Linked DNA regions of Mus musculus: region 2 is linked to region 1. A link is a contact called in public HiChIP or PLAC-seq data. All regions are on one chromosome and are shown on one strand. The core of a region is the stretch at or near the end of the contact, and the rest is flanking DNA. Distances in the headings are between cores, read along the strand shown.

Region 1 (4,611 bases), core at 1,486-3,985:
AATTTATTATTAAGATTCATTTTATTTTTAATTATGTGTTGGGGTGTGTGTGTTCATGACTATAAGTGCCCCAGTGGCTGACTGCTTTAAAAGCCATGTTCTGGCCCCTGATTGATCCAAGGTGGCCCAGGAATCCATATTACTAGAAATTTGCTCAAATAATTATATGATCACTTGGCACTGGTTCTCTGGCAGGGAGATAGAAGGAAAGTTTCTTTTTTTTTTTTTTTTTTTTTTTACTTTAAAAAAAAATTATTTATTTATTATATGTAAGTACACTGTAGCTGTCTTCAGACACTCCAGAAGAGGGAGTCAGATCTCGTTACGGATGGTTGTGAGCCACCATGTGGTTGCTGGGATTTGAACTCCGGACCTTCGGAGGAGCAGTCGGGTGCTCTTAACCACTGAGCCATCCCACCAGCCCCCAAAAGGAAAGTTTCTAAGCTGTGATCTTTTTCCTCCCTTTGCAATTCTGTCTTGATCCAGCCCAAGGTGGGCCCTCTTGTCCTCCCTCGGCACCACCATGCTTGGCACACACTTCCTTTTAATGCTGACCTGTGTGTTCAGCACAGAGAGACTGAGTGGACCTTGGGATGGGGAGATGACGGGTGGGGGACACTATTTCAGAATACTTTTGATTGATGAGAACCCAAGTGGGTTCCACTATGAACTGCACCTGAAACACTCCCTATAGGCTCATGCGTTGAATGCGTGGTTTTTAGTTGGTGGTGCTGTCGTGTGAAGTGATAGAAATTTTAGGAGGTGGGGCCTCAGTAGAAGAAGATGTCACAGGAAGATTGCATTCTTTCTGTTGGCTTACTCTGGTTCAGGGTCTCTTCTGTTCTTCTCCTTCCCCAACTGTGTTTTCCTCTTCCTCCTCCTGTCACCATGATGTTCTGTCTTATGACAAGCTAGAATCAGCAAAGCCAAGGACTATGGACTGAACCCTCTGAAACTGTGAGCCAAAATAAATGCTTTCTCCTTCATGGTGTTTGGTTTAGAGTGACAAACTAAAATGAACACAGCAAATTAGCTGGATCATACATACAAACAAAACTTGCCCAAAGGACTTATTCTCCTCATGTGCAGCAGCTGCTGCTCAAGACTCTGAAAGTATTCCCGCACTCACAGTGTACAAGGACCCGTCCTTGACCTGCACCCCCGAGTCTACTCCCTACCCTGCTATCTAGCACCCCGGCTATGTAGGCTACATTTCTCATGGTGGTTAAACTTCAGGGCAGGCTGGCTCTCAGCCCTTGGTCCTAAGTCTCCACTAATTGTACCCCTTTCCCATATAAAACAGCATTTCAGTTCTTATCCAGAAATAATACTGGGTGCCCTTTACAATCCACTTAATAGAAAAAGGGGCAAAGGTGTGTGAGGTCAAAACTATTTCATAAAAAGATGCACTTACTCTCTCCACTCTTGTGTTCCCCTTATGGGAAGAAAGCTAAGTGCTTTGGGAAATGCAGTCGATATTACAGCAGACACAAATGCAGAAGCAAACAGGAGACTCCATCTGTCTTTCATTGAGCTAAACAGTAAAAACAAACAAACAAACAAATAAATGGCAGAAATGTAAAATAGTACCATACTTAACATTTTTTTTTGTTTCACAAACTATATTTTTCTAAATAAACCCACGTGTAGTGGTTTTATTATTATAAGAAGTAACCATCTTCTAGATTCTTAGTTTTCACTCCTAAATTGGTAAATGTTCAGAGGTACAACCCACATAGACAGAAAAATCCTCTTGGAGGTTCTTCTGGGTGATGTTTGAGTATAAGATAGTGGTTCTTAACCATGGGTCGTGACCCCCTGGGGGTCAAACTTTCATAGGAACTGCCTAAGACACAGATATTTACATTATGATTCATAACAGTAGAAAAATTACAGTTATGAAGTAGCAATAAAAACAATTTTATGGTTGGGGTCACCACAACGTGAGGAACTGTATTAAAGGGCCACAGTCTTTTTTTTTTTCTTGTTTTCAGGTTTATTGAAAATATGGCATAACAGATTAAACAGCTCCACGTGTTTTGAAATTCATGCCAACTGTAGGCTGAGTGACCTGAAGGTTAGAGAGACTGCCAAAGTCCAGAAGCTTCAGCATCTCCTTGGTGTCGGGATCCACCTCAATGATCTCCTGATCTAGGGCTGAGACCTCAGGAACGTAATTATCTCTCCTCTCTCTCTCTCCTTCCTGCAACTTAATAGAGATGCCTCTCACAGGACCTCTCTGAATCCGCTTCATCAGATGCGTGACGTATCCGGCTATCTCGTTCCGAAGCTTCTTGCTGGGGATAATGGCGATCTCCTCGCACACGCGCTTGTTGGTGTGGAAGTCATTACCCAGACGCGTGTAGTACTTCTCGATGATGATCCGGGCAGCCTTCTTCACGGTCTTGGTGCGAACGCGGAAAGGGCCACAGTCTTAGGAAGGCTGAGAACACTGGTATAAAGGGTTCCTGAGCAACGTTGTCTCATTTCCTCTGATCTCTACTGGCGAGGAACTCACTCACCTGTGAGAATGAGCTAGCTTCCACAGCTGGAAAAGCCAGCGTCCAGACCACAGCGCCTGCCCTCTGAGGACCTCTGGTTTTGAAGTTCTTGACAGGGCAGGCCTGCACACGAGGTAAGAGATGCCTGTAACTGCTATCTTCCAGCACACACTGAGGGGAGAGGAGGTACAGACATCTCCTCTCCCTCTTCCAGTGGCCGATCTCCAGGACCAGCCCTCATCTGCCCCCTGGTGGCAGGTAGCCCCCATACATGGGATCTCAAAATATATCGCTCTCTCTTTCCCCTGTTTTCTCCTCCCCATCTTTCCCTCTTTCCCCGCGCTGGTGAAAGTCCAGGGCTTTCAGCACACTAGGCAAATCCTCTGTCTCACTGTCACATGCCCCTAGTCTTTTTCCCCTCAAGTAGCTGGATGTTGATCGCACCCAGCCCGATGGCCTCTTCTAGGTGAGGGTGAATGATAATATTTTTCTGCATATTTATCTCTTCGTAGTTAATTACCGATCGTTCCTGGCTCTGAACCTGCCCTTTAGCTGGGTTAGGAGTCTTGCCTTTGACTAGGGCATGTGACAGTGAGACAGAGGGTTTGCCTAGTGTGCTGAAAGCCCTGGGTTCAGTCACCAGAGCAGGGAAAGGGAAAGATGGGGAGGAGAAAACAGGGGAAAGAGAAAGCGATATATTTTGAGATCCCTGTAACCCCCGAGCAGCAGGAGAGCTGTTAAAGCAGCGGCTCCAGCCTGAGGCCACCATAAGATACCACCACAGCTGTCAAAACGACAGCATCTGTCATAATGGTGGCACCTATCAAAGCAGTGTATCTCCTCAGCCTACAGCCTTTGTGAAATACCACCTCTGGAGCTGTCTACAGTGGCAACACCTTCTCTGCAGCCTCCCCAAGGAGGTTAGCAGTGATAGCACCTCAGCCAAATCGGCCTGTGGCCGGGAAGGACTTCCCATCCCCACCCATGAGCCTGATACAGGGAAAAGGGGGTCAAAAGAAAACCGCGGATCCCTGAGCTTTCCACAAAACCCACCAATCCCAAAGCTCAGCACTTGAAATCCAACCAGTTCTCGATCTGGAAATCTCTGCCCTGAAAAGCCCCGCCCCCTAAGAAATCCTGTGGCGAAAACGGTGCCTCCCCCCCCCCCCCCCCCCCGCCCTTCCATTAGGAAAGCCCTGCCCTTTGTTCAATTCCCTGCTGGACTCATCCCTCCATGCCCTGGACCCTGTAAGAAATCTTTTTTTTTTTTTTTTTTAATATGAGATTTGCTGCCTGATGGGACTCTCTCATCAGAAGAGTCCAAGAAGCAACAAAGATGGGAGGAACTGAAGAGGTGGAGCGGGGCTGAGGCTCCTGACTCCGGGCTCCTCAGCTCAGCTGGGGATACCCTCCCCGGACTGCGAGGCCTCTGCTGAGGAGGCCTCCCCTCAGAGCGGGGTGGTTCCTGGACTTCTGTGTTTCAGGGTGCCCTTCGAACTGAGCAAGAACACTTACAATTCCCAATTATATAAGCTGTGTTCTTTTCTTTATGCATATATCCTCAGGACAAAGTTTAATTTACAAATTAACAAGTTAAACACACTGAGTGGTTAGCAACCAGGGCTACTAAGAAAATCGAATGTGTAACAATGTGCTTCCGTGAAAGTAAGGTGTCCCTGGAAAGGGTCATGGTAAACATTTATGTTTGGGGCTCTTTGGTGATCTCCGCTGAGTGAAATGGAGAGCAGAGTATACCTTATGCGGTGCCTCTTGAGTGGGGTCCCGCCACAATCCTACTTCCTGCTAGTGGGCTCCATAGCGAGAACCCTGCTAGTGGGCTCTGACAGACAGAGAACCCTGGACATTGGTTATTTGAAGGATACAATATCTCAGAATTCCTCAGAGTAAGTCTGCTGGTTTACATGGGCTCAACAGAAAACAAGTGGCCCATAAACGGAGTCCTAGAAACTCCAAACAAGAATATCCTTAAACCAATCTCACTGTTGAAATGGGAAGGGAAGTTCAGAGGCAAAGCGAATCCCAGGCACTAGCCTGGGGGCTTTCCTACAAAGCTTACTAGAAGGAATCGCCCCTACCTTACAAGCAAACC
Region 2 (4,611 bases), core at 878-3,377, 270 kb before region 1:
TCATTTGTGGGGGAATGCTGAGGAAAAAGGAAAAACAACAAAAAATGAGCTGGGCAGTGGTGGCGCACACTTTTAATCCCAGCACTTGGGAGGCAGAGGCAGGTGGATTTCTTGAGTTCAAGGCCAGCCTGGTCTACAGAGTGAGTTCCAGGACAGCCAGAGCTACACGGAGAAACCCTGTCTCGAAGGGGAAAAAAAAAACCCTGAAGTAATTAGGCTAATGGAATTTCCTTCTCTCAAATACACTGCAGTCATTTGAGCACTTGTTCATGGTAACACTAGTATGCCTAAAACCTGTGTTATGTATAGTACTGCTTAGCCAGTTGTATTTAGGATTCCTGTTTTCTTCTGGTAACAGGTTGAGTTTTTTCTCCCTTCACTTTAAGAAGATAATAAAGATGGTAACAGTAAAGATTTACTTTTCAGGTAAATAAAATGTGGTCCTAGGTGAGTTTTTATTTACCTTCCTTGCCCAGGAGGGCAGTGCTCATCAGGTTTCCAATTAGATAGTTATCTGATCTCCTTCAAAGTCATGGCTGTCCCTTCCTTCCCCTTGAAGTCAGTCAGTGCTGGGTCCCCTTGACACACTCAAGTTTCAAGAGCCTGGGGATCCGAAGTCTACCTACCCTTTGCTTTAGGGCTCATAATTGAAAGTGAGACTTTTTCTCATCTCCCGTGAATATAATGAGGGTGTCAGAGAACTTTGGCAGAGATAGCAAAGGAGTACCTTGAGACTAATTATAATGTGATGATGGCTTGCTCTAGTGCAGCTTCCAAAAGGGAAATTTGGGTTTGGAAAATGTGATTATGGAAATTATGCCTTTGTGTTTCTTCTTTCACTTACTGACTACTTCAGAGGAGAAATCAACTGTTAGCTTGTTTGTGTCAATTACGAGGAATAAATATTGTGGTATTTTTCTGTTATCAATTTTAGTAGTACATTTATTCTTCCAATAGGCTTTAATTTATAACAGTTTGTATTTCTACTTAATGTTTAAACAATAAATTGTACTCAGTTTTAAAATATCTTACATGTATATGAAAACAATTAGGACAATGGGAGTAAGGTTGCACATATTTAATAAATACAGTGATATCCCCCCAAAAATCATTATTTGAAATCCAAGAAGTTTGAATTAATAATAAAAAATACTCAAAATGCCAAGTAAATTCATCTGTTTATTTTATGGTGAAAAATACTCTAGTAAATATGTAGGTTTTACCTCAAGGTAAGTAGAGAAATGAGATTTATTTATTAAAGATAATATAGAACGTCAAAATGATGAAGAGCTGGTGAATTTCTTATTAGTAAAAATTGAGATGCTCAGGCCAGCAGGATGGCTTTGTGGGTAGAAGTGCTTGCTGCCAAGCCAGAAGAGCTCAGGTTAATTCCTGGGACCCATCTCCCAACAGTCGGCCTCTCACCTCCAGCTTCCCACCACAGCATACCCACCATTACTACACAGGGGATAAATACATGTAAAAATGTAAGGTGTGTGCGTGTCAGTACAGGTGCCCAAGAAGCCCAGAGCTGGACTTGTGGGGACTGAACCCCGGCCTCTGGAAGAGCAGCAAGTGCTCTTAATGACTTCAGTCCCCCAATTGGTTTTTTGGTTTTTTGGGTTTTTTTGTAATTGAGACCCTCTTTCTTACTGTGTTCTTCATTTGTTGCAGCAGTGGAATTTCAAAAAGGCTTTCATAATTAAGGGTTTATGTCAAGAAAAGTAATTCTTATTAGCCATGGTAGCCTACATGCACCGTTCAGTGCTCGCTGTGCTGTGGGTAATGGAGAAGATAAATGGTGCCTGGGGTTTTTATTGTTGGGCTCTGTTTTTATTTTTGGGGGTTTTTTGTTTGTTTTGGGGGGGTATTGGTTTGTTTGGCTTTTGGAAGATTTTTTAGACTTGGAAGTTACTGTCTTTACTAGACGACAGAGTAATGGCTTTTCCTCTGTAGAACTGTGTGACAGACTAAGACACGACATAGAAAGCGCCAGTGGGGCCTTGCCACCTGCTGCAGCAACAACATGATTACTTAATCAATTAGTGGAGTTGTTGACACTATTTTCTGTACTTGAGTAGTGATTTCCTTCTGTGTGGTGGGGGGGGGCGGGGGGGTGAGATCATTAAAACTGAGTCATCATTAAAACTGAAGAAATGAAAGTGAACTTTTTGGGGGTTGATTCAGACAGCTTTACTCAACCGGTTGGAGAGAATTTTCGAAGCCTGTTTTCCGTCTGTGTTTGTCCCTGATGTGGAAGAGGAGGTTTCTTCCCTGAAGCACTTGCTGGAGACACACAGCTCGCCAGCAAAAACAAGAGAGGCCTTAGCTGACCGTGGGTAAGTAGAAACTGTTCTTAGAGAACTGTGACTGTTAGTTTTAGTTGTTATAATTTGTAAAGCTATCTGAACAGCATTGTTTTAAAATACTATAATTATTGACCTAATCGTGTAAAAAGACTTAAGGGGGAAATCGCTGTTTCTCTACTTCTGAGATGTTTCTTTTGATGTCTTTAAATCAACATTTGAATCAGCCTGTTATGTCACCTCTGCACTACCTAGTGTGATAAACAATTTGGGGTGTATTCAGACTGTGCTGACTATCTGACTATATAACCCAGGCTGCACTCAAACTCAAGAGCCCCCAAGTGCTGAGATTACACGTGTGTCACACACTTGGCTTAACTGACAGTGTAGACCTGCTTTTCTCACCAGCTCCATATACACATATCTCACCTTCTGATAAAATGTTTAAATCTTGTATTTTCCTTTTAACTGTATAAATGCTAAATGCACACTTGTTTTCTTTTATACAGTGTCTTCCTAAACCTTATGCAAGATGAGCATCCCTAATTTGGAAATCCATTCTTTGGAGTGCTATGACATGTAACACTTGTGGGAGCTGTGTAGAGGTGTAGAGCAGTTGTAGATTACCTGCTGATATGCTTGTGCAAGGCCCCAGGTTTAATTTCCGCCACTGAAAAAGGAAGGGGTTGACTTTTTTAATCTACACATTTTTGAACATTGACATTATATTTAAAAAGTTTATAATTTTGGAGCATTTCAGATGCCCAACTGATAAAGTCTATATAGATATTCCAGACTCTAAACCAGTCTGAAACCTGACACCCTTCTGCTCCCGAGCACTTCACGTAGTCTCTGTCTTATTTTCTACATCTTTCTCTGCCCCTAAGAGCTATTTACACAGTTTTACTTGACGAGATTTTACTTAGCAGGCTGTCATCCCTCCTCACCCTCGAAGTTTCAGAGTGGCTCAGCCCAGGCCTCTCTATAACTGTCGCCTCAGGGCTTCCCAGGCACATGGCGCGTTTACTATGTTCTGTTAATACAGATGTATACGCTGTTGTTACTGATCTGAAGTTTTACAGTGAACTGCCTAGATGTGAGTCTTTCCATGCATTCCACTGGTAGCTTGTTCCTCAGAAGCAAACCCTTCTTTATTGTTTTGCCTTTACAACTGCTGTCTCGCCTAGGCCTCTGTCCCTTTCCTAGGTTCCTGCAAATTATTTGATTTTGAAGTCATTCCATTTCTGGCCAGTCTTTTTATAATTTCTCATTCTTGCCTCTGGAAGTATCCTTTCCTTCTCCAGTGTCTCCTCTCTTCCATTAACTAAGTCACATGTAACTTGCTAGTTTCTCCTTATGGTGCAGCATTTCTTGTACAGGTGTCCACTTGTCTTGATTCCATTCAAGATTGAGATTGGGTTTTGTTCTTTTTCTTCTTGTCTAGGGATTTCTAAGGAAAAGGGGATGGGGAGGGGTGAGGGAACAAGGTGTACAAATTCCTTTCCAAGAGATTTAGCCTAAGGAAATAATATGCCATACAATCATATACACAATAAAATACTAAAAGATGGTCACTGCCAGCCTAATAATATTTAACCAAATGGTAAAAGATATCTTATTGAGAGCTGTAGGTTGTAGCCCACCTGAGCTACATAGTGAGACCTGTTTCACACCACAAAAATAATAAACACCCAAATATTGAGTAACTCTAGTAAATTAAAATGGTGGATGCCGAGTGATTTTTTTCTTTTAAATGTTAATTTTTTGAAATAATGTCTCATGTATAACAGGCTAACATGGAACTTACTGTGTAGCCAAGGCTGAGTTTGAACTTCTGATCCTCCTTCTCCCTAGTCCTGGGATCGTGACCTGCACCACCATGCCAAGTTACTAAGTGCTGGGGATGGAACCCAGGGATTTGCAAGGCAGAACTCAGCCAATAAGCTATAGCCCCAGCCCTTAAATGTTGGGGTTTGTTGTTTGTTTTTACAATTAAAAAAAAAAAAAAAGAACAAGCTGGAGAGACAGCTCAACAGTTAAGAGCACCTACTGCTCTTGCAAAGGGCCTAAGTTCAGTTCCCAGAACCAAAACACTAGCTCACAGCTGACCAGGTTCAGGGCATCTTATACCCTCTTCTAACCTTTGAAGGTTTGGGGCGCATATGTGGTACATATACATACCCACATGCAGACAAAACACTAGACATATAAAATAAATAATCTTTTTTTTTTAAAGCAGGCTAGTTCCTGGACTGTATCCCTTCATATAAATTTAGCTTACCTTTCTAATGATCTTTAGTGCTAG

What was found. HiChIP or PLAC-seq counts read pairs in DNA pulled down with a chosen protein or histone mark.
Region 2: an H3K4me3 HiChIP or PLAC-seq map of bone marrow-derived macrophages shows a contact between it and region 1, with 3 times the contacts expected there. The contact joins two enhancer-like sites. A contact is called at or near these places in 1 of 15 datasets of contacts at CTCF or cohesin (the NIH/3T3 cell line), 2 of 484 Hi-C or Micro-C datasets (bone marrow-derived macrophages and embryonic stem cells), 22 of 115 datasets of contacts at active chromatin or transcription factors (bone marrow-derived macrophages, craniofacial prominence, effector CD8 T cells and 14 more) and 3 of 9 other capture datasets (adipose tissue, embryonic stem cells and liver).

What each region holds. Positions count from the first base shown.
Region 1 is chr11:20,444,220-20,448,830 of GRCm38.p6, reverse strand. It overlaps the pseudogene Gm12034. Among named protein-coding and RNA genes, the nearest start is that of Gm39606, 6.6 kb to the left of the region's middle. Within about 2 kb of position 2,735, at least 35 of the 459 cell types and tissues checked have an H3K27ac peak or open chromatin away from gene starts, as enhancers often do. A contact at or near this core is called in bone marrow-derived macrophages, where this site is marked.
Region 2 is chr11:20,709,892-20,714,502 of GRCm38.p6, reverse strand. Aftph (aftiphilin) reads left to right here. Exons shown (of 10, transcript NM_001290545.1): 3 at 2,188-2,339. Among named protein-coding and RNA genes, the nearest start is that of Gm46272, 28 kb to the left of the region's middle. Within about 2 kb of position 2,127, at least 21 of the 459 cell types and tissues checked have an H3K27ac peak or open chromatin away from gene starts, as enhancers often do. A contact at or near this core is called in bone marrow-derived macrophages, where this site is marked.